Linked DNA regions of Salmo salar: region 1 is linked to region 2. Evidence: chromatin contacts called from public Hi-C data. All regions are on one chromosome and are shown on one strand. The core of a region is the stretch at or near the end of the contact, and the rest is flanking DNA. Distances in the headings are between cores, read along the strand shown. Region 1 overlaps LOC106577185 (methylcytosine dioxygenase tet3-B). Region 2 holds the start of LOC106577185 (methylcytosine dioxygenase tet3-B).

The links. A called contact is a pair of places that touch in the nucleus more often than the background predicts.
Region 1: a contact with region 2 is called in a Hi-C map of gill, with 2.9 times the contacts expected there. The contact joins the enhancer-like site here to the promoter of LOC106577185 in region 2. A contact is called at or near these places in 3 of 3 Hi-C or Micro-C datasets (blood, gill and muscle).

Annotation. Positions count from the first base shown.
Region 1 is chrssa18:30,844,968-30,851,041 of Ssal_v3.1, forward strand. The region is part of intron 2 of LOC106577185 (methylcytosine dioxygenase tet3-B); the gene reads left to right. Among protein-coding and RNA genes, the nearest start is that of LOC106577185, 51 kb to the left of the region's middle. Within about 2 kb of position 3,699, at least 1 of the 13 cell types and tissues checked has an H3K27ac peak or open chromatin away from gene starts, as enhancers often do. A contact at or near this core is called in gill, where this site is marked.
Region 2 is chrssa18:30,794,246-30,800,414 of Ssal_v3.1, forward strand. LOC106577185 (methylcytosine dioxygenase tet3-B) reads left to right here and starts at 2,814. Exons shown (of 11, transcript XM_014155012.2): 1 at 2,814-3,123; 2 at 4,171-6,169. The coding sequence starts at 4,361. It also overlaps the pseudogene LOC106577186.

The DNA.
Region 1 (6,074 bases), core at 2,449-4,948, 52 kb after region 2:
TAGTAGGATCTGTCCCATGGACGTTCTGTAGTTACTATGTAGTAGGATCTGTCCCATGGACGTTCTGTAGTTACTATGTAGTATGATCTGTCCCATGGACGTTCTGTAGTTACTATGTAGTAGGATCTGTCCCATGGACGTTCTGTAGTTACTATGTAGTAGGATCTGTCCCATGGACGTTCTGTAGTTACTATGTAGTAGGATCTGTCCCATGGACGTTCTGTAGTTACTATGTAGTATGATCTGTCCCATGGACGTTCTGTAGTTACTATGTAGTATGATCTGTCCCATGGACGTTCTGTAGTTACTATGTAGTAGGATCTGTCCCATGGACGTTCTGTAGTTACTATGTAGTAGGATCTGTCCCATGGACGTTCTGTAGTTACTATGTAGTATGATCTGTCCCATGGACGTTCTGTAGTTACTATGTAGTAGGATCTGTCCCATGGACGTTCTGTAGTTACTATGTAGTAGGATCTGTCCCATGGACGTTCTGTAGTTACTATGTAGTATGATCTGTCCCATGGACGTTCTGTAGTTACTATGTAGTAGGATCTGTCCCATGGACGTTCTGTAGTTACTATGTAGTAGGATCTGTCCCATGGACGTTCTGTAGTTACTATGTAGTAGGATCTGTCCCATGGACGTTCTGTAGTTACTATGTAGTAGGATCTGTCCCATGGACGTTCTGTAGTTACTATGTAGTAGGATCTGTCCCATGGACGTTCTGTAGTTACTATGTAGTATGATCTGTCCCATGGACGTTCTGTAGTTACTATGTAGTAGGATCTGTCCCATGGACGTTCTGTAGTTACTATGTAGTATGATCTGTCCCATGGACGTTCTGTAGTTACTATGTAGTAGGATCTGTCCCATGGACGTTCTGTAGTTACTATGTAGTATGATCTGTCCCATGGACGTTCTGTAGTTACTATGTAGTAGGATCTGTCCCATGGACGTTCTGTAGTTACTATGTAGTAGGATCTGTCCCATGGACGTTCTGTAGTTACTATGTAGTATGATCTGTCCCATGGACGTTCTGTAGTTACTATGTAGTAGGATCTGTCCCATGGACGTTCTGTAGTTACTATGTAGTAGGATCTGTCCCATGGACGTTCTGTAGTTACTATGTAGTATGATCTGTCCCATGGACGTTCTGTAGTTACTATGTAGTAGGATCTGTCCCATGGACGTTCTGTAGTTACTATGTAGTAGGATCTGTCCCATGGACGTTCTGTAGTTACTATGTAGTATGATCTGTCCCATGGACGTTCTGTAGTTACTATGTAGTAGGATCTGTCCCATGGACGTTCTGTAGTTACTATGTAGTATGATCTGTCCCATGGACGTTCTGTAGTTACTATGTAGTAGGATCTGTCCCATGGACGTTCTGTAGTTACTATGTAGTAGGATCTGTCCCATGGACGTTCTGTAGTTACTATGTAGTAGGATCTGTCCCATGGACGTTCTGTAGTTACTATGTAGTAGGATCTGTCCCATGGACGTTCTGTAGTTACTATGTAGTAGGATCTGTCCCATGGACGTTCTGTAGTTACTATGTAGTATGATCTGTCCCATGGACGTTCTGTAGTTACTATGTAGTATGATCTGTCCCATGGACGTTCTGTAGTTACTATGTAGTAGGATCTGTCCCATGGACGTTCTGTAGTTACTATGTAGTAGGATCTGTCCCATGGACGTTCTGTAGTTACTATGTAGTAGGATCTGTCCCATGGACGTTCTGTAGTTACTATGTAGTATGATCTGTCCCATGGACGTTCTGTAGTTACTATGTAGTAGGATCTGTCCCATGGACGTTCTGTAGTTACTATGTAGTAGGATCTGTCCCATGGACGTTCTGTAGTTACTATGTAGTAGGATCTGTCCCATGGACGTTCTGTAGTTACTATGTAGTAGGATCTGTCCCATGGACGTTCTGTAGTTACTATGTAGTAGGATCTGTCCCATGGACGTTCTGTAGTTACTATGTAGTATGATCTGTCCCATGGACGTTCTGTAGTTACTATGTAGTAGGATCTGTCCCATGGACGTTCTGTAGTTACTATGTAGTAGGATCTGTCCCATGGACGTTCTGTAGTTACTATGTAGTATGATCTGTCCCATGGACGTTCTGTAGTTACTATGTAGTAGGATCTGTCCCATGGACGTTCTGTAGTTACTATGTAGTAGGATCTGTCCCATGGACGTTCTGTAGTTACTATGTAGTATGATCTGTCCCATGGACGTTCTGTAGTTACTATGTAGTAGGATCTGTCCCATGGACGTTCTGTAGTTACTATGTAGTAGGATCTGTCCCATGGACGTTCTGTAGTTACTATGTAGTATGATCTGTCCCATGGACGTTCTGTAGTTACTATGTAGTAGGAGCTGTCCCATGGACGTTCTGTAGTTACTATGTAGTATGATCTGTCCCATGGACGTTCTGTAGTTACTATGTAGTATGATCTGTCCCATGGACGTTCTGTATGAGCCAATGTCTTGTGTTCATCCTCTACATGGCTTTTCTGCCTCACTGCGTTTTGTGCAGAATTAAGGCCTTCACTTTTCCTCACGCCTGGTGTCTCAGGGTTAATTTGCAGTTTTAGGATGTGTGTGTGTGTGTGTGTGTGTGTGTGTGTGTGTGTGTGTGTGTGTGTGTGTGTGTGTGTGTGTGTGTGTGTGTGTGTGTGTGTGTGTGTAGTAGTAGTAGTAGTTAAAGTCGTCCATACCCTCAAAGGCTTCAGACTTTATGAAATCGATCTTCAGCTTTAGGCTACATGTCATTGTGACTGTAAAGGTCTGAGTATTGGTGAACATCTGAGAAAGCATTAGGCTATATGTTGTAGTGGTAACCAGTCCAACCTGTTGCAGATTATCTGACTTGGGCTTGTGCAGGCTGGTGTTGTCAGAAGGTTTTGCAATGTATAACTAGTAAGATCCATGGGGAAAAAGACAGTTAGTGTAACCAGATGGCAGTTGATAGGTGTGTGTGATGCATAGTAAACGTGACTAGAAAACAACATGACCTGTTTTGAACACACACAGTCGGGCACTAGACTTAAATAGACAAACCTGTCCAACTACCTCAGACTGCTCTGATTAGTCACCACACACACACACACACACACACACACACACACTCTGACAATAAAGCATATTTTAATGTTCTTTTATGAACTGTTAAAGTAGAATTATGATTCTTATGAAAAGGAGAACAATAGTCTGTTAAACACTGACATATCGTAATTGTACTTGCGATGTTGTCCTTTTAATTCATTGGTTTATCCATCACGGGAAGTATCCGTGTGTGTTTGTTTGTGGTTGGCATGCTGCCTGTTGCTAGCGGCTGTTATGAATACACTGATCAGCTGTTGTCTTAGTACCTGAGCTATGCCACACACACACTCATACAAACACACACACACAAACACACACACACACAACACACACAGGGTTGGCTGGCTGAGGTGTCAGAGTGGTAGAGGGAGGCTGCCTGAGTTTGTTCCCCTGTCCTGGTATGGCCTCCGCCATGCCGACACCACATGGTCGTCTTTAGAGAGGAGAGAGGCCGACACCATATGGTCGTCTTTAGAGAGGAGAGAGGGAGGATAGAAGGGGCTGAGAAAGTGAGGGGAAAGGAAGAGAAGTTTCTGTGAGAGAATGAAAGAGAGAAAAGGGGAGGATCTGAGTGAGAGAGAAACATATGTTTCCCATGCCAATAAAACCCCTTAAATTGAAATTGAACTTGAAAAGAAGAGAGAGATGGATAGAAATGAGAGAGAGAGATTGCTTTGGCAATGTAAACATATGTTTCCCATGCCAATTGAATTGAATTGAGAGAGAGAGGGAGAGAGAGAGAGAGAGAGAAAGAGAGAGACAGTGGCAGAATACCTGACCACTGTGACTGACCCAAACTTAAGGAAAACTTTGACTATGTACAGAGTGAGCATAGCCTTGCTATTGAGAAAGGCCGCTGTAGGCAGACCTGGCTCTCAAGAGAAGACAGGCTATGTGCACACTGCCCAAAAATGAGGTGGAAACTGAGCTGCACTTCCTAATCTTCATTCAGCCAAATGTATGACCATATTAAATTACACAGATCCACAAAGAATTAGAAAACAAGCCCAATTTTGATAAACTCCCATATCTACTGGGTGAAATACCACAGTGTGCCATCACAGCAGCAAGATGTGTGACCTGTTGCCACAAGAAAAGGGCAACCAGTGAAGAACAAACACCATTGTAAATACAACCCATATTTATGTTAATTTATTTTCCCTTTTGTACTTTAACTATTTGCACATCGCTACAACACTTTATATAGACATAATATGACATTTGAAGTGTCTTTATTCTTTTGGAACTTTTGGAACTTCTATGAATAAAAATCTCTTTCTACACATGAGAACTTTTTGTATTTTTCTTGTCTTCAAATCCCTGCCAAAAGTGAGGTGACCTAAGCGCTTCCAAATATGGAGTTGCAGGTCATGTTTGCGCATATCTCTCCTATGTGCAAATCTTTATGGCAGTCATTTTACTTAAGGCCCTCGATTTACAAATACAAATCAAAAAGTCTTTGTTTGTAGATAGTGAATTGCATTTGTGGAAAGTGATTTACATTTGTGGATTGGTGATTTACATTTGTGGATTGGTGATTTACATTTGTGGATTGGTGATTTACATTTGTGGAAAGTGATTTACATTTGTGGATTGGTGATTTACATTTGTGGAAAGTGATTTACATTTGTGGATTGGTGATTTACATTTGTGGATTGGGGATTTACATTTGTGGAAAGTGATTTATATTTGTGGATTGGTGATTTACATTTGTGGATTGGTGATTTACATTTGTGGAAAGTGATTTACATTTGTGGATTGGTGATTTACATTTGTGAAAAGTGATTTACATTTGTGGATTGGTGATTTACATTTGTGGTAAAGTGATTTATATATGTGGATTGGTGATTTACATTTGCGAATACATGTGGCATAATATTGATCTCTTATAGGCCCTCTGGTAAAATGTGCCACTAATCCTGTAGACCAGGAAGTAGAGAGTTGCAGGAGCTGAACCACGGTGTGCTGCTGCTACACTTCTAGAATTGAAGTCAACCACCTGACTGTGTTTTGGCGTTTCACACTGCTGGGTCATGTTCATTATGCAACGCATTATGATACGCAACAGAAAACACCTGAAAACATTTTGCAATGGAAAACAAAAATGAGGGTTCATTGTACAAGTGCAGCTGGTCCCTACTTGTTTCAGTCCGTTTTCTTCCGTATGGTGCCTAATGAACACGAACAAGCATGAAAAATGTGTTATGGTTTAGGGTGGATTAGATTCTGTCATGTTATGGTTTAGGGTGGATTAGATTCTGTCATGTTATGGTTTAGGGTGGATTAGATTCTGTCATGTTATGGTTTAGGGTGGATTAGATTCTGTCATGTTATGGTTTAGGGTGGATTCTGTCACGTTATGGTTTAGGGTGGATTAGATTCTGTCATGTTATGGTTTAGGGTGGATTATGTCATGTTATGGTTTAGGGTGGATTAGATTCTGTCATGTTATGGTTTAGGGTGGATTAGATTCTGTCACGTTATGGTTTAGGGTGGATTAGATTCTGTCATGTTATGGTTTAGGGTGGATTCTGTCATGTTATGGTTTAGGGTGGATTAGATTCTGTCATGTTATGGTTTAGGGTGGATTATGTCATGTTATGGTTTAGGGTGGATTAGATTCTGTCATGTTATGGTTTAGGGTGGATTAAATTATGTCATGTTATGGTTTAGGGTGGATTAGATTCTGTCATGTTATTGTTTAGGGTGGATTATATTCTGTCATGTTATGGTTTAGGGTGGATTATATTCTGTCATGTTATGGTTCAAGGTGGATTATATTCTGTCATGTTATGGTTTAGGGTGGATTAGATTCTGTCACGTTATGGTTCAGGGTGGATTATATTCTGTCATGTTATTGTTTAGGGTGGATTATGTCATGTTATTGTTTAGGGTGGATTATATTCTGTCATGTTATTGTTTAGGGTGAATTATATTCTGTGATGTTATGGTTTAGG
Region 2 (6,169 bases), core at 1,564-4,063:
TGTGACTTCTCCAGGCACCGTATCTACTGTATAGACAACAGACCTTGACCACCGTCATGTGACTTCTCCAGGCACCGTATCTACTGTATAGACAACAGACATTGACCACCGTCATGTGACTTCTCCAGGCACCATATCTATATTTGTATATAAATAAAAACCTGCACATTCAGTGCCAGTTTCCCTAACCTGTATTAAAGCTGGTATCCAGCCATTTATGCAACAAACAACCAACATGTTTCTTTCCCTCGGACATCATTGCACGCCATTTTGTTTCCCCAGAATTCTGGATGCTCCTCTCCTCCGTTTCATCAACAACACAAAAACAATTACAAATGCGCTGGGGGTGAACAGTGGTGCTGTTTCACCTGACGCTGACTGAACAGTGGTGCTGTTTCACCTGATGCTGACTGAACAGTGGTGCTGTTTCACCTGACGCTGACTGAACAGTGGTGCTGTTTCACCTGACGCTGACTGAACAGTGGTGCTGTTTCACCTGACGCTGACTGAACAGTGGTGCTGTTTCACCTGACGCTGACTGAACAGTGGTGCTGTTTCACCTGACGCTGACTGAACAGTGGTGCTGTTCCACCTGATGCTGACTGAACAGTGGTGCTGTTTCACCTGACGCTGACTGAACAGTGGTGCTGTTTCACCTGATGCTGACTGAACAGTGGTGCTGTTTCACCTGATGCTGACTGAACAGTGGTGCGGTTTCACCTGATGCTGACTGAACAGTGGTGCGGTTTCACCTGATGCTGACTGAACAGTGGTGCTGTTTCACCTGATGCTGACTGAACAGTGGTGCGGTTTCACCTGACGCTGACTGAACAGTGGTGCGGTTTCACCTGATGCTGACTGAACAGTGGTGCTGTTTCACCTGATGCTGACTGAACAGTGGTGCTGTTTCACCTGACGCTGACTGAACAGTGGTGCTGTTTCACCTGACGCTGACTGAACAGTGGTGCTGTTTCACCTGACGCTGACTGAACAGTGGTGCTGTTTCACCTGATGCTGACTGAACAGTGGTGCTGTTTCACCTGACGCTGACTGAACAGTGGTGCTGTTTCACCTGATGCTGACTGAACAGTGGTGCTGTTTCACCTGATGCTGACTGAACAGTGGTGCTGTTTCACCTGACGCTGACTGAACAGTGGTGCGGTTTCACCTGATGCTGACTGAACAGTGGTGTGGATTTCAGCTTTAAGCTTAGTCCTGGACTAAAATGCACTTTCAGTAAAGAATCTCCATCTAGCAGGCTTTTTAATGCAGGTCCAATACAAGTCAGCTTAATCTGGGTCTGTGAAAACTACCCACAAACTCATTATACCTATGTCGCTCTGCCAACGTCTAGACGTTTAAGCTGTCAGAACTCTGTAGACATATACCCATTTCTTCTGGATCTCTGGTGAGGTTTACCCATTCATTTCGATGATAGTAGTCTGTTATTGCCGGATGAATTGCCTGCACACTATGCAGCGCATCAGAACCAGGGTTTGTGTCACTGGATGTGTACTACTGTATGTTCTGTATTGTATTTCTGTATTATCATCACTAGTGAAGTCTGCAGCCGCCCTTACCTCCAGCTACGAAGGAACGGACAAAGTGATAGTCCGCCTGAGTGTGGTTGGGGATCACAGGACGACCACAGATGGAGACTGCAGCATCCATTGCCATGATGTGTGAGTTCAATCAGGACCCGAATGCATCCATAACTATGCAAAGAAAAAAACACAACAGCTACATGACATTCTCACCCAGCATTAAAAAGGACAACGCTCGAGGTCATCATCAGACCACCAATATAACTTACTAACACTGACATTCTGCCTTGCCTTGAGAGACACATAATGATGTGAGGCATAACGTTGTAAGCTGTTGATCACTGAAACAATGTATAATCAAGACATAGTTTGGTTAGCTGGCTAGTTACGTATCAAAACTAAAAAAGAGCTAGTAGTAGCTAGCTGTCATTGAAGTCGAGTTATCGTGCTACCGTTACTAGCAGATTAACGTTAACTAGTCAACTAGCTACAATTTCCAATCTCTACTATTGAATGGACTGTTCAAACACTGACTCACAGTTCAATCGACTGTTGCTGTACTAATAACTTATATTAGCCATTTTACCCACTGCAAGGTCAACACTGTCAGATGAACAAACGTTGCAAAACGGATCTCGCTAGCGGCGCGTTAGCATTTGCAGGTAGCCTCCATCTCTTCCTGATTCCCCAAAGAAACCTGTCTAGCGGGCACTCGTTGAGACAACCTCACCGAGCGACAATTGTGAGTTCAGTTTCCGGTCACTATTTTTGCGAGAAACGCGTAGCTAAAGAATAGCCAAACGTGCTTAGACAAACAGCAATACAAAAAACAACTGGCTACCGGTTAAATGTATGTATGAAGGGTTAAGGCACATGTTTTTATGATCACTAACTGTTGCCCTTCATGTGCACAGATCGAGTGTCGCACTGTCGCATGTGAATAACGTCATTGATAAATAACAAAAATGGCATAATTAAACCATAAATGTGTCAATTAATAATATGTCAACAACTGCCTAAACACTTTATCATTTTCTACATATAGGGTCATATAGTATTTGTGTGGAGCAGGTTAGTGTTTTTAAAGGTGTTATTATTACACAGTTCTGAAATATATTTTTAAAGCTGTTATTATTACACAGTTGTAAACCATACAGAATATGACGCAAAACATTAGCTTGTTAAAGGTTATCTAGGGTTTGAAGTAGTTTGATAGTAGTTTGTTACCTCTACTCATTAGAGAAAGTAGACAAATGCTCCATTCCAGGTTTTCCCAAAGACCCTTCACTCCAGAGCTGAGTTGACTCGAGACAGTAGGTCGCGTCTGGGAGAGGAGGGAGAGAGGGCTTCCCCGAATGGATTGACACAAGAAGGATTTACGCTATAAATTGTGTTTTATTCAGTATGGCTATATAGATGTTTGATAAATACAGTATTGGTAGATTGAGTCAATGTATCAGCGTTGTAAAGAAGAGCTACTAACCTGCCATATTTTCCGAGTGAAACCAATACAATGATCGTCAGTGTCTATCAGGAGTGGAATATTATTAGCAATTCAGACAGTGCAACTGTCTCTCTGGTATGTAAAGTATTTGAGCTGCCTTTTAAAGTCAACGTGTAAATAACATCTAAACCAACAACACGTATGTTATTTGTGACATTCACGAATAGCTTAGTCAGCCATCCAATGCCACTAGTGTCAAATACTCGATATTTTTCCGACATTTGGTCAAGTGCAAGAAAATCTACTCGACGCGGCAAAAAGTGTTGCAAGCTGGTTACAACATTGTCATTACGCTTCCGTCCGAAACTCTTGCAGTAAAAAAGTAGGCCGCGAGCCAAGTCCGGTGTTGTGTGATAGCCTGTACTTTTTAAAGGGCTTCACTTCTGCCTTTTAACTGTTAAATGGCTTAGCCTAAATATAAAATAAATACCACCGCCATGCGGAAGCAGAAGGAGCGTTTGGAGATTTTAGCATATTGATTAATAATACAAATCTATTATTGATATTGCAATGAATCATTTATTTATAGGACATGGTTATTGTGTAATCTGTTAACTACATGGTAATAAGCATGTCTCTACTTCACGGATCATTGCTTTGACAAGGTGTTGTGTGTTGTAAACTGTTTAGTCGGCTAAGCCAAATACGGACCGTATTTGGCACGGCAGGCCCAGCGCCATTCCTTTCGTTAAAGGGACACAGTAGGGAAAACTGCAGTAGCCTAAAGTGGGCTCACAAGGCGAGTTTATTGAACATGATCAGTTGAAAGTGAAAGACGGCTGGTAACTCGACAATCTTCAACACTATACAACTAACCCATATAGTTACACCTGATACCTCATACATGTTCTATTTGCAGTCACACGCTTCATTGCCCGAATGCAACACCATGCAATTCAAGATTTCTAAACATCTGCTACAAATTATACAATTGGGTTCTACTATACCCAGTACCTACAAAAAAAAACGTGTGACCAGGCATGTTTTGTTAGGAAAATAAAAAAGTTTTCTCCTTAGTGTTCAGTCAAACACGGATGTGTTTGGGTGTGTTATATAGTGCACTAATAGAGAAACAGACAGTTATTTTAACATATTTTTATTTTCTTGATCAATTCCCTCCAGGTCCTTGCACAGCTTTTCAACATGGTGGGAAAATAACTCAGCATTTGCGTGTCAGTGTAAGCCAGTAATCCAATCTCAAAAAAATTAAGGAAGAGAGAAAAAAAAGTTGAAGTTGGAGCACAGCTGAGAACAACCATTCACCTGGTTCCCATGCCGACTGCCCCATCTCTGCCCTCTCACATCCTCCACTATGCCTCCTACTCCCAAACCCCCTAAGAGACAACCCCCACCACAGACAAGGAATGGCTGCAAGGTGATACCCACAACAACAACCACCACCACCGCCAAGAGACAGATCTCCAACTCCAGCAAGTCCAGAGGAAAAGCCTTTGAGAGCCCACAGTCGACACCAAAACCACCCCGAAGATCCACAACCAGGACCCAGGCCCAGCCGGCCAGAAGCCCAGGGAGGAGTGGGGTTGGCAGGCTTGGCACGCTTGGCAGTCAGGTCCCGGGGGGGTCCCCTGGTAGGGTTAACCATGCCCCTGTGCATGTAACAGGATCAGTGAGGCTAAGGAGCCGGGGTAATCCTCTGCTCCAGCATGGGGTGGGAGAGGATCCGCCGGGGCGCAGGATGTCCTTACGGGGCATGGGGTGCTCCAAGAAGTTTCCTCCCCTGACGGTAAAGCCTTGCAGGGGAGGGAAGAAAGCCAGGGGCAGGGGAGCGAGGGGAGCAAGGGGTCAGAGATGGAGCGAAAGAGGGATTGAGCAAGGACCTGAGGAGTCTGACCCTGGTAGTATAGACCCTAGTGTGATTGACCAAGAGAAAGAGCTAGTCAGCCATGATAGTGAGGGCCAACCTCTTAACCTAAGGACTGAACTTGAAGACCCTTCCTGTGTTGACCAGCAGGAACCAGGAGTCGGCCATGAATGTGAGGGAAAACCTCTTAACCTGAGGACTGAACTTGATGACCCTTCCTGTATTGACCAGCTAGAGCCAGGTGTCGGCCATGATGGTGAGGGCAAACCTCTTAACCTGAGGACTGATGACTCAGCTAGTGATGGCAAACATGAAGAGTTAGTTGCCCATAATGGTGACGTGGTTGGTACTGACCCACACAATAAGCCTTTCAGCCATAGTGGTGACGGCAACCACTCTGAGCTCAATGACCCCATCAGTGTTGACCAACAACAGGAAAAGCTAGTCAATAATATTAGTGAGGGCAATTCAGGGCAATTCAACCAGAGCCATGAGCTTGGTGACTCTACCAGTGATGAGAGGCAGGAAGTGTCAGTTGTCCCTAAAGGTGAAGACAAAGCCAAGATTAACCTTGGACCTGAGCAGATTGAGATGGAGCAGAGAGAGAGAGATACTCATGCAAAGGAGCAAAGAGGAGGGGAGAGGTTGGAGAAGGAAGGAAAGGAAGCAGTGGAGAAGGAAGGAGAGGAAGCAATGGAGGAAGGAGAGAAGACGGATGAAGAAAAGAAGAAAGCAGAGGGGGAGGAGAGAGTGGAGATAGCCAAGGTGAAGGAGACTAAGGAAAGAGAGGAGAAAGACGAGAGACTGGAGAAGAGAGAGGTTATCAGCAGACCTCCAGACACAAGCTCCAGTATATCTGTCTCTCAGCCCCAAAAGCCACCTCTGCAGGATGACGTGTTGATGATGCAATCACCTGTCCATCCCTCACCTGTCTCTGAACCAGCTACCTCAGACCTGGCGTCACCCCCTCTCCCTCATCCTCACCCGACCTCTCCACCTCACCCCACAATGTCACATGACATTAAGGTTCTGAACCAAGGTGCAAAACTAATCCAACCTAACCAAACTGTTGAAATCCATAAATCTTTAAAAGTCCCAACTACTTTCCATGAGACATCACAGACGACCTCAGTGCACCCAGTATCACTAAGTCTCTCAGTTGCCTTCCTCAGTGAACCCCACAAGTCCCTGTGTGTAATCCCAGCGAACCCAGCACCCGGTCAGAGCCTAGAGAGCCCTGTCTCTCCAGAGGCTAGACAACTTCTCAGACCAGTGGACGAAGAGACCAAAGAGTCATCC